Linked DNA regions of Sus scrofa: region 2 is linked to region 1. A link is a contact called in public HiChIP or PLAC-seq data. All regions are on one chromosome and are shown on one strand. Each heading gives the region's core, a stretch centred on a gene start, on an enhancer-like site or on the middle of the called end of the contact. The rest is flanking DNA. Distances are from core to core; before and after follow the strand shown. Region 1 holds the start of OSTC (oligosaccharyltransferase complex subunit OSTC). Region 2 holds the start of LEF1 (lymphoid enhancer binding factor 1).

Region 1 (4,258 bases), core at 593-3,092:
TGGCACAGGCCTCAGCTGCAGCTCCAATTCAACCCTTAGCCCTGGAACTTCCATGTGCCTCAGCTGCACCATTTATTTATTTATTTTAATTTTTTTAGGACCACAAATGTGGCATATGGAAGTGCCCAGGCTAGGGATCAAATCGGAACCACAACTGCTAGCCTACACCACAACAATGCAGGATCCAAGCTGAGTCTGCGACCTACACCACAGGTCATTGCAACGCCGGATACTTAACCCACTTAGCGAGGCCAGGGATGGACCCCGAATCCTCATGGATCCTACCGCTGAGCCACAAAGGGAACTCCCAGTGCAGCCGTTTAAAAAGAAAGAAAAAAATGCATCTCACTGTTAAAACAATCAACAGGGGAAAAGCAGCTAGAATGAAAACTATGAGGCTTCTAGCAAAGGCCCTAGCTTCTAGGAAGGTAAGGGTTATAGGAAAGAGGTCTAGCATATGAAGCCTTATTTATTAAGAAAAAAAAAAAAAAAAAAAGCCACACTCACTTTAAATGGTTTATTTGATGCAGCACCTATTAAGGTGCTAAGCAAATGTTAATGCTAATGCAATGCTAGGACAGTATCTTATCAACATAAAAAATATGTGATATGTAATTTATTTAAATGAACATAAGGTAACTGTAGCTATTCTAGATTTGAGAGGAGGTTGAATCCAAAGGTTCATCCTAGAACTAAGCTCACATGATTTCAGATACTTCCTTCTTCAGTGCCAACTATTCTTAAAAATATGTATAAAAATGAAGAGGTCCACAACAATCCCTTAAAAGTAGAACTATCTGCTCTTGCTGTCCCTCATCTGTTGAGCTTTAATTTTATAATTTCCAAATTAAATACCCCACTTCCCCAAATCTGAAAGTGCAGTAGCAGTGTTGACTAAATCATGAAACTGCGGCTTGAAAGGGTGGTGGCTATGAAAAGACCGTAGCTGGATTGCCAACTCACCACTATACAAAGCGACGCCCCCTTTGCAAAGGGCAGGATAAGATGATTATGCAGAAGTGTTCGAAAGTAATGCTATTTTCCTTATTCTTTGAATTCTCAACTTCCGCTCTCTGATACGCTACCTTCTGCAAATCTCTTAGCTCAAATATGTATCAAAACTCCTTTCATATTTATTGCTGAGCGGGCCAAAAACAAGACCAAACTCTTAGTTTTGAGCTCACAAACCTAAGGACTGTCCAGTCTCTTCCAAGTTTCCAGAGACCGTGGACAAAGAGAAGGTAAAAGTGCCAAGACCTTTTGGCCAACCAAGGAGATAGAATGGGCCAGAAGAGATTTTCCCAGGGTCTTTGTCAAACGACTTAAGGCATGCAATAAAAAATACAACAATCTGGGCTTGAAAAATACATTATTCGACTCGGATGACTTGGCTAAGAGACCAGAAAAGGGATGGCAACGGGAGTGAGAACATTAATTCTCTCAAAATATAGGACAGGGCGTGAGGGCAAATAAACCTTCAGACCGTTAACACTTGGGACCCCAGAACTTCCCTCCACCCTCCGAAAAGATCGAGAGCAGAGCGATGCTTTCCCAGGCTGAGAGGCGACTGATCAGACGCGCCCCCGCCGGCTCTCCGCGCCTCGGCGCCTCTGGAGCCCCAGCCAGGCCGAGTTACCTCCGGTGATGAGGAAGTAAGACACCACCACCAGAGCGTACACAGTCATAGCCGACGGCATGTGCACCCAGGGCGGCTTCTTCAGCTTCAGGTTGGGGCATTCGAGCACTAAGAACGGGACTCGGTACAAAGTCTCCATGTTGGTGGCGGCAGGGACTGCTCTCGGCCTCAAGCCCCACGCGCCACCCGGAAATGGGCCCGCCCTCCCCTTCTCCGGCGCATGCGCGGGGAGGGAATGGCAGGTCTGCAAAGCTCAGTGGCAGTTTACACACTCATAGAAGAAAAGAAGAAACCATAAAAACAAATAAGTGTCATGACTTAAAACAATGTATCTTTTAATGTCTTGAAACAAAACAATTTCGTGAAGCAAAAATTTAAATTAAAAGCTCGGTTATTTCCAGTTAATAAGCAGGTGATTTATGTACCTTCACGGACCTGCAGGGCTTCAGACGTGGCCAAGCGAGAGGAGGAGAGGGAACGGAATCCGCCTGAGCCCCGCCCACTTGCTGACGCTAGGGATTTGGAAGCTGATTGGACGCGGGACGCTCTAGTTTCCCAGAGCCAGAGGATGAATGAAGAGGTTGGGAAATCTCTGCTTTTCTTATTAGCGGGTTTTTCAAGAGCTTGAGAAAGCCCTAGGTTGCTGAGCTTTTACTTCCTGATGTGGCAGTGGTGATAGCAATAACAGTTGTTGGAGTTCCCGCTGTGGCGCAAAAGGATCAGGGTCTCAGGAGAGCTGGGATGCAGGTTCGATCGGCCAGCCAGGCACAGTGTTAGGGAGCTGGCGTTGGCACAGCTGCGGCTTAGGTCACAACTGCAGATCGGATCTGACCCCTGGCCCAAGAACTCCATATGCCGCGGGGCGGCCAAAAAAGGAAAAAAATAAAAATAACAATTGTTCACTCTAATCGCTAAATTAATATAAAATTTAAAAATATATATCCAGTTTAGATCTCTCACAAAGGTCAAGAAGACAGCTCTACAAGATGCCTAACGTGGATAACTTGACACGACCAAAATACTATTTTAAATAACCTGTGCCCTCCCCTGTTTTCGTAAATGCTAAAATCTTTCGGGTTGAAAATCTTGAAATCATCCGGGTTTCTCTCTTTATTAAACATCCATATCCAAAATATCAGCAGGCCTTTTGGGCTGTACTATTAAAAATATCTTTAATTCATCCACTACTTTCCATTCCATATTTACCAGTCTATTGGAAGCCACTATCATCTCTTGCCTGAGCTATGTTTATATTCCAAGTGGAAGAAATGACATGAAAGAGAATTTGTCTTTAGGGATAGACTAGATAGCCTAAACAAGTTTTTTGCTTTCTGTTTAGTTTTTCTTTTCGGTATACTCTCTTAAGATTCTGCAAGTATCTGTTTCCTTTTAGAATAAGCGTTCAAATGACTGATTATATAAATCCAGACTGATAGTTTTATTTTTGAGCCAATGATTATATAAATAAAGACTGATACTTTTATTAGTGAGCCAATGTTTTGTGCTCTCTGTTTGTTACTGAGCTCAGGGTTTTTTACAGGATGGAATGCTTTGGTTCTGTACTTTCAGTTAGTGATTCAATTACTGAGAAATTGTTTAAATACCATAATAATAAAAATATTTATAAAACATTGCAGCATTTAATTCTAAATACAGACTGCCCTTACTGTTCAATAGTGAGCATTTCTCTAGGGTCTTAGTGTGTATTAAGGAAGGTACATTCATCTTAGTTTATAAGAGGGTCACTAATAACACCAGTAATGAAGTGTATTTATATAGGAAGTTTTCCTGGGGACTATAAAACACACTGTTTCTGAAATTCCTATAGCTTTATAAATAAGGAAAAACTTTGGAACAATTAAAAAATATGTTGCATTGAAAAATACTAAGGAAAAACATAGAAATTAAAAGTCTTTAAGCTTCTTTTATAGCTTCAGAAAAGACATTAACATTAGCTAACTATCTACCTCTTGGCAGATACCATACTGTCATTCATTAGTTCTGGAAAGTACAATTGGAGTAAACATTTTCGGGTATGGAAGAATCCCCACCTTGGTTTCTGACCCACCGAGTGAGGGCTCTAATGGTAGAAACTCTAAGTAAAACCAATAGAACTACCTTCACCTTCTGAAACAATCAATCAGAAGTGACTACAGAGATTGATGCCACCATCAAGGACTTGAAAGATACAGAGTGGCAATTCCTACCATGTTTCATTCAGTTAGCCAGTTTGGCTCTTATAAAAGAAAGATGGATCTTAGAGTTCCCGCTGTGGCACAACAGTATTGGTGGTATCTTGGGAGCACTGGGTTACAGGTTTGATTCCTGGCCTGCCACAGTGGGTTAAGGACCTGGCATTGCTGCAAGCTGTGGTGTAGGCCTCGGCTGCAGCTCAGATTCGACCCCTGGCCCAGGAACTTCCATATGCCACAGGTGAGGCCCTTCCCCCCCAAAAAAAATGTGGGCTTCTCAGTGAAATTTCTAGGGGTCTAGTAATTTGTAACATGTGAGATATTCCTTCCAAGGTAAAGGGTAGCTACTGCATCTGATTCCTCCTTCCACTAAGAATGAAGCACATTGCTCAAGAAACCACTTGGGAATTTGGAAGCAACATATACCTCA
Region 2 (3,874 bases), core at 678-3,177, 380 kb after region 1:
GCATCCCATGGTGAGGAGGTAATGAACAAGAGCTTGCTTAAAAAGCGATAATTAAGATTCAGTCTTCAGTCTTTTCTTCCTCGTCCTATTTTTCTCGGTAAGCCTGGAAATTTAATTTTTTACTGGCATGTGTTCCCTTGTCCCTTTACAATGTATTTAGGAGAGCCACAACTCTTTCTTGTTCTTCTTGCTTCCGTTCTCTTATTAGCTGAGCAATGTGTTATGTTTTCCCCCTTCCCTCTGCCCTGATTCCCGCCTCATCCCCTGTCAGAGCATCTATCAATGTGGTGTCGATCACAGCTGCGGCGGCTTCTCTTTCATCTTCTTCCCACTGCCAGAGCCAAGGAGGGAGAGAGGGAGGCGGAAAGGAGGTGGGGGAGAGACTGGTAGAGGAAGGGGGGTGGGTGGGAAGGGAGCAAGAGAAGAGATACTTAGATGATGAAGTTAATAAACCATTCCCGCAGTTTCTTGTCAGTTTCACGCGGGCAAAAACGTGCCTTCCTTGGGTCACAAGAAGCGCGGGATCCTTCCTTCGCCAAGTTGCCTGAATCTTCTTTCTAGGCGCTCTCCGCACGCGCGCGCGCGCTCCCTCTCTCTCTCTCTCTCTCTCTCTCTCTCTCGCGCACACACACACACACACACAGACATACACACCCCAAAACTAGGACTAGTCCTACAGGCTCTGGGAAAAGAAAAAAGTCCTCAATCACCAGCTCCTTCTCGCCGTCCCCCTCCTCCCTCCCAGCGGGCAGCCAAGGAAAGCTGGAGGCGGGGGAGGGGAAGGGGAGGAGAAGCGACGCAAGTGGGTAGCTTTTCAGCGCCGGCGAGGCGCGGGAGGAGGAGAAGCGGTGGGGAGGCGCAGCCGCTCACCTGCGGGGCCGGGCGCGGAGGAGGGATCAGGCTGCGCGCTCTCAGGCCGAAGAGCCAGGACGCGCCCGTAGCCCCGCAAGCCGCCAAGCTCTGGGCGTCCCCCTCCCCCGGGCCGGGCGAACCCGAGGGGTGCAGCTCTTTGCTTTGACAAGCGGCCGGGCGGAGGCGTGGAGAGCAGCGAGCCAGCGAGCGAGCCAGACTGAGAAACTCGAGCCGGGAACAAAGAGGGGTCGGGCTGTGTGTGTTTCGGCTCCAGCTCCGGGCAGAAGCTTTTGGGTCCGCGGTCCCTGCTGTGACTCCCCGAGACCCAGCCGTGCCCTCCACTGCCGACTCCCTGAGCTTGCACGCACAAACTTTATTCTTGGCAAACTTCTTTTCCTTTTCTTCCCCTCCTCCTCCGCCCCCACCTTCTCCTCCGGCAGATTAAATTCGCCTGGAGAAGGAAAACCGAAGCGAAAGGGAAGGAAACAAGAAGCTCTAAAACGGACATCTCCAACCCTGGTGGCTTTTTTTTTTTTTTTTTTTTTTTTTTGCTCTCCAGGAAGTGGACATTCATTATCTTCTGATTCTCCTTGCACCGTCTCTACTGGGGCAAACGGAGCCGTTTTGCCCGAGTCCCTTATTTTTCCGGGAAACAAACTCCCAGATCGGCCTCCGGGGGAGCTGAGGTGGAGAGATTTGCGTAGAGACGCGCCGGCGGACCCTCCTCTGCACTTCGGAGACTCGAACCTCCTACGACCCGGGAGACGCTGGGGGCGTCGGGTGGCCGCCCGGGCAGTCTAGCCTAGCGTGCGCCACGCTGCACGGCGCAGACGCCCCCAGAGGCGCCGGCAGCGGCGGCCCTCGCAGCCCTGTGTCCTTCGGCCTCGCGGACGGGTGCCGGCGTGGGTCTCGGCCGAGTGGGAAGACGCGGACGGCCGCCGGGACGCGGACGCCGCTGCAGTTGCTCAGGCTGCCGGCCGCCAGCCCTGCGCTCGCCAGCCCGGCTTCCGCCTGCTGTCGTCCCTCACACACCCTTCCAATTCTCCTTCTCCTCCCCCACCTTTCCTTTACCCTTTCTCTCTTCTGCTGTCGCCTGGGGTGCTCCCCCAGCGGAGCGGAGATTACAGAGTGGTCGGGATGCCCCAACTCTCCGGGGCAGGCGGCGGCGGGGGGGACCCGGAACTCTGCGCCACGGACGAGATGATCCCCTTCAAGGACGAGGGCGATCCCCAGAAAGAGAAGATTTTCGCTGAGATCAGTCACCCTGAAGAGGAAGGTGACTTAGCCGACATCAAGTCCTCCTTGGTTAACGAGTCCGAAATCATCCCGGCGAGCAACGGACACGAGGTGAGCGGGCCGCTGCCCAGAGCGGCGTGGCGGGTCCGGGGGAAGAGCAGGGAGGGAAGGCTCTGGACAGCCCCAGCTGATGGGTCCCCAGCAGGTCTCCTGGGGCCGAGGTGGGATGGGGTGAGGGGCTGGGCTACTTTGGTCAACGTTCTTCGTTTGTGCGTGTGTGAGGTGGAGGGGGATGCAGGAAAACATTCAAAATGGATCCGTTTTGGGGTTCTGTGACTAAACTGTTGGTTTGCGGCCCTTAACCCATAACGTTTCGCCTTCAGACGTTTTCGTGGGGTTGAGAATGTGCGATGCATTAAAGCGAGGATGTCTGAACAGCACTACTGAGAAGTTCTTCCGTAGGACGGAAAACAAAGTGCACCCGCTCTCTCGATAGATGTCTCTGCAAAAATGCGTTAAACCACCAAAAGCTTAGGTAGAAACGAGCAGAGCCACAGGCAGAAAGGAAGGGGAGGCGGGCGTGGGCCGAGGACAGGCGGGGCCATCCCAACCGCCGCGGAGCCAGGCTCGCGCCCAGCGGGGCGCGCGGCGGGGGCGGTGCGGGACCCGGTCCTTGCCGCCGCCCGAGTCCCAGTGCCGGGGCTGGCTGTGGGGAGCCGTGGGCGCGCCGAGCGGAACCACCCCAGGGCGGGGGCACTCGCAGTAAGGTCCGCAACGCTAGTTTTCTCCACCCACAGCCACTTAAAGAATTGAAAAAAAAAAAAAAAAAGTTTATATTGGGGGTTAGTTTGGGCCCGGATCAGGCCTTAAATCTATGCAAAAGAAAGGCGAGCCAGAGTCGAGATGCGGCGGAAGCCAGGGCACCCACTCAGGGGAGAGTGGAAAGCACGTTATCAGATCTCTGGCCCGCTGCGGGCGATAGCGTTGGTAACCCGAGTAGAGTAAATAGAGACACGTGGGTGCTGGCGAGAGAAAGCCGAGAGCTGGACCTCGCGGAAGGGCTATTTCAGGCCGAGCTGAGAGCTTTGGGGGTGGGGGAGCGGGAGAGCGGATGGACCCTGATACCCGACACTGCACTGGCCACCCTTGTTCAACAACTGGGAAACGCTTTGGAGGAAATCCGGTAGAAAAGTCCTGACATTCAGAAGATTTCACCAACGCTTTTTCCCTCCAAAGAAATTCGGAGGGTATATCCTTTTTCCTTAAATGGCATCCTTCTGCCCCCAAAAAGAAGGCGTGTGAGGTTTTGGGGGCGGGGACATTTTGGGTTTTAAACAGCAAGTTTAAGAACACCTCTGAGTTACCTTCTTTATCCCAATGGCAGGGGTGAGTACGCATTTTGGAAGTCGGGGGCCTGGGAGCCTGGGTTCTAAAGAGAATGTAGGGATGTTCTGTCCCCTAAATCTTTCATCCCAACGTGCCAATTGTGCGGGAGGGGGCGAGGGAGGCCGTGGCAGCGGAGAGGATGCCCCCAAATCTGCTTAAAAGATTTGTGATTGTGTGTTCATTGGGGGGAGGTTACCAGGAGGACACGTGTTAAAGAACCAAATAACATCCACAACACTCGAGGCCAAACTCATATTTGTAGAGTGGCCTTTTAAAATTTCTACTCATTTTGTTTGTACGTCCTTTTGCTATAAATAAATTCGCCACCCGCTTCACATCGTCTACCTGTGTCTGCATTGGGGAGAAGGGCACTGCATTTGAAGCCCAGAACCCCTAGGTA

What was found. HiChIP or PLAC-seq counts read pairs in DNA pulled down with a chosen protein or histone mark.
Region 2: a contact with region 1 is called in an H3K27ac HiChIP or PLAC-seq map of alveolar macrophages. The contact joins the promoter of LEF1 here to the promoter of OSTC in region 1. A contact is called at or near these places in 1 of 5 promoter capture datasets (fetal liver), 1 of 47 Hi-C or Micro-C datasets (embryonic fibroblasts) and 2 of 2 datasets of contacts at active chromatin or transcription factors (alveolar macrophages and skeletal muscle).

The regions. Positions count from the first base shown.
Region 1 is chr8:113,445,354-113,449,611 of Sscrofa11.1, forward strand. It overlaps OSTC (oligosaccharyltransferase complex subunit OSTC), which reads right to left and starts at 1,843. Exons shown (of 4, transcript XM_003129258.4): 1 at 1,637-1,843. The coding sequence starts at 1,775.
Region 2 is chr8:113,824,527-113,828,400 of Sscrofa11.1, forward strand. It overlaps LEF1 (lymphoid enhancer binding factor 1), which reads left to right and starts at 1,928. Exons shown (of 12, transcript NM_001129967.1): 1 at 1,928-2,199. The coding sequence starts at 1,990. It overlaps LOC100738196 (a long non-coding RNA gene), which reads right to left and starts at 745. Exons shown (of 15, transcript XR_002346834.1): 1 at 711-745; 2 at 1-383.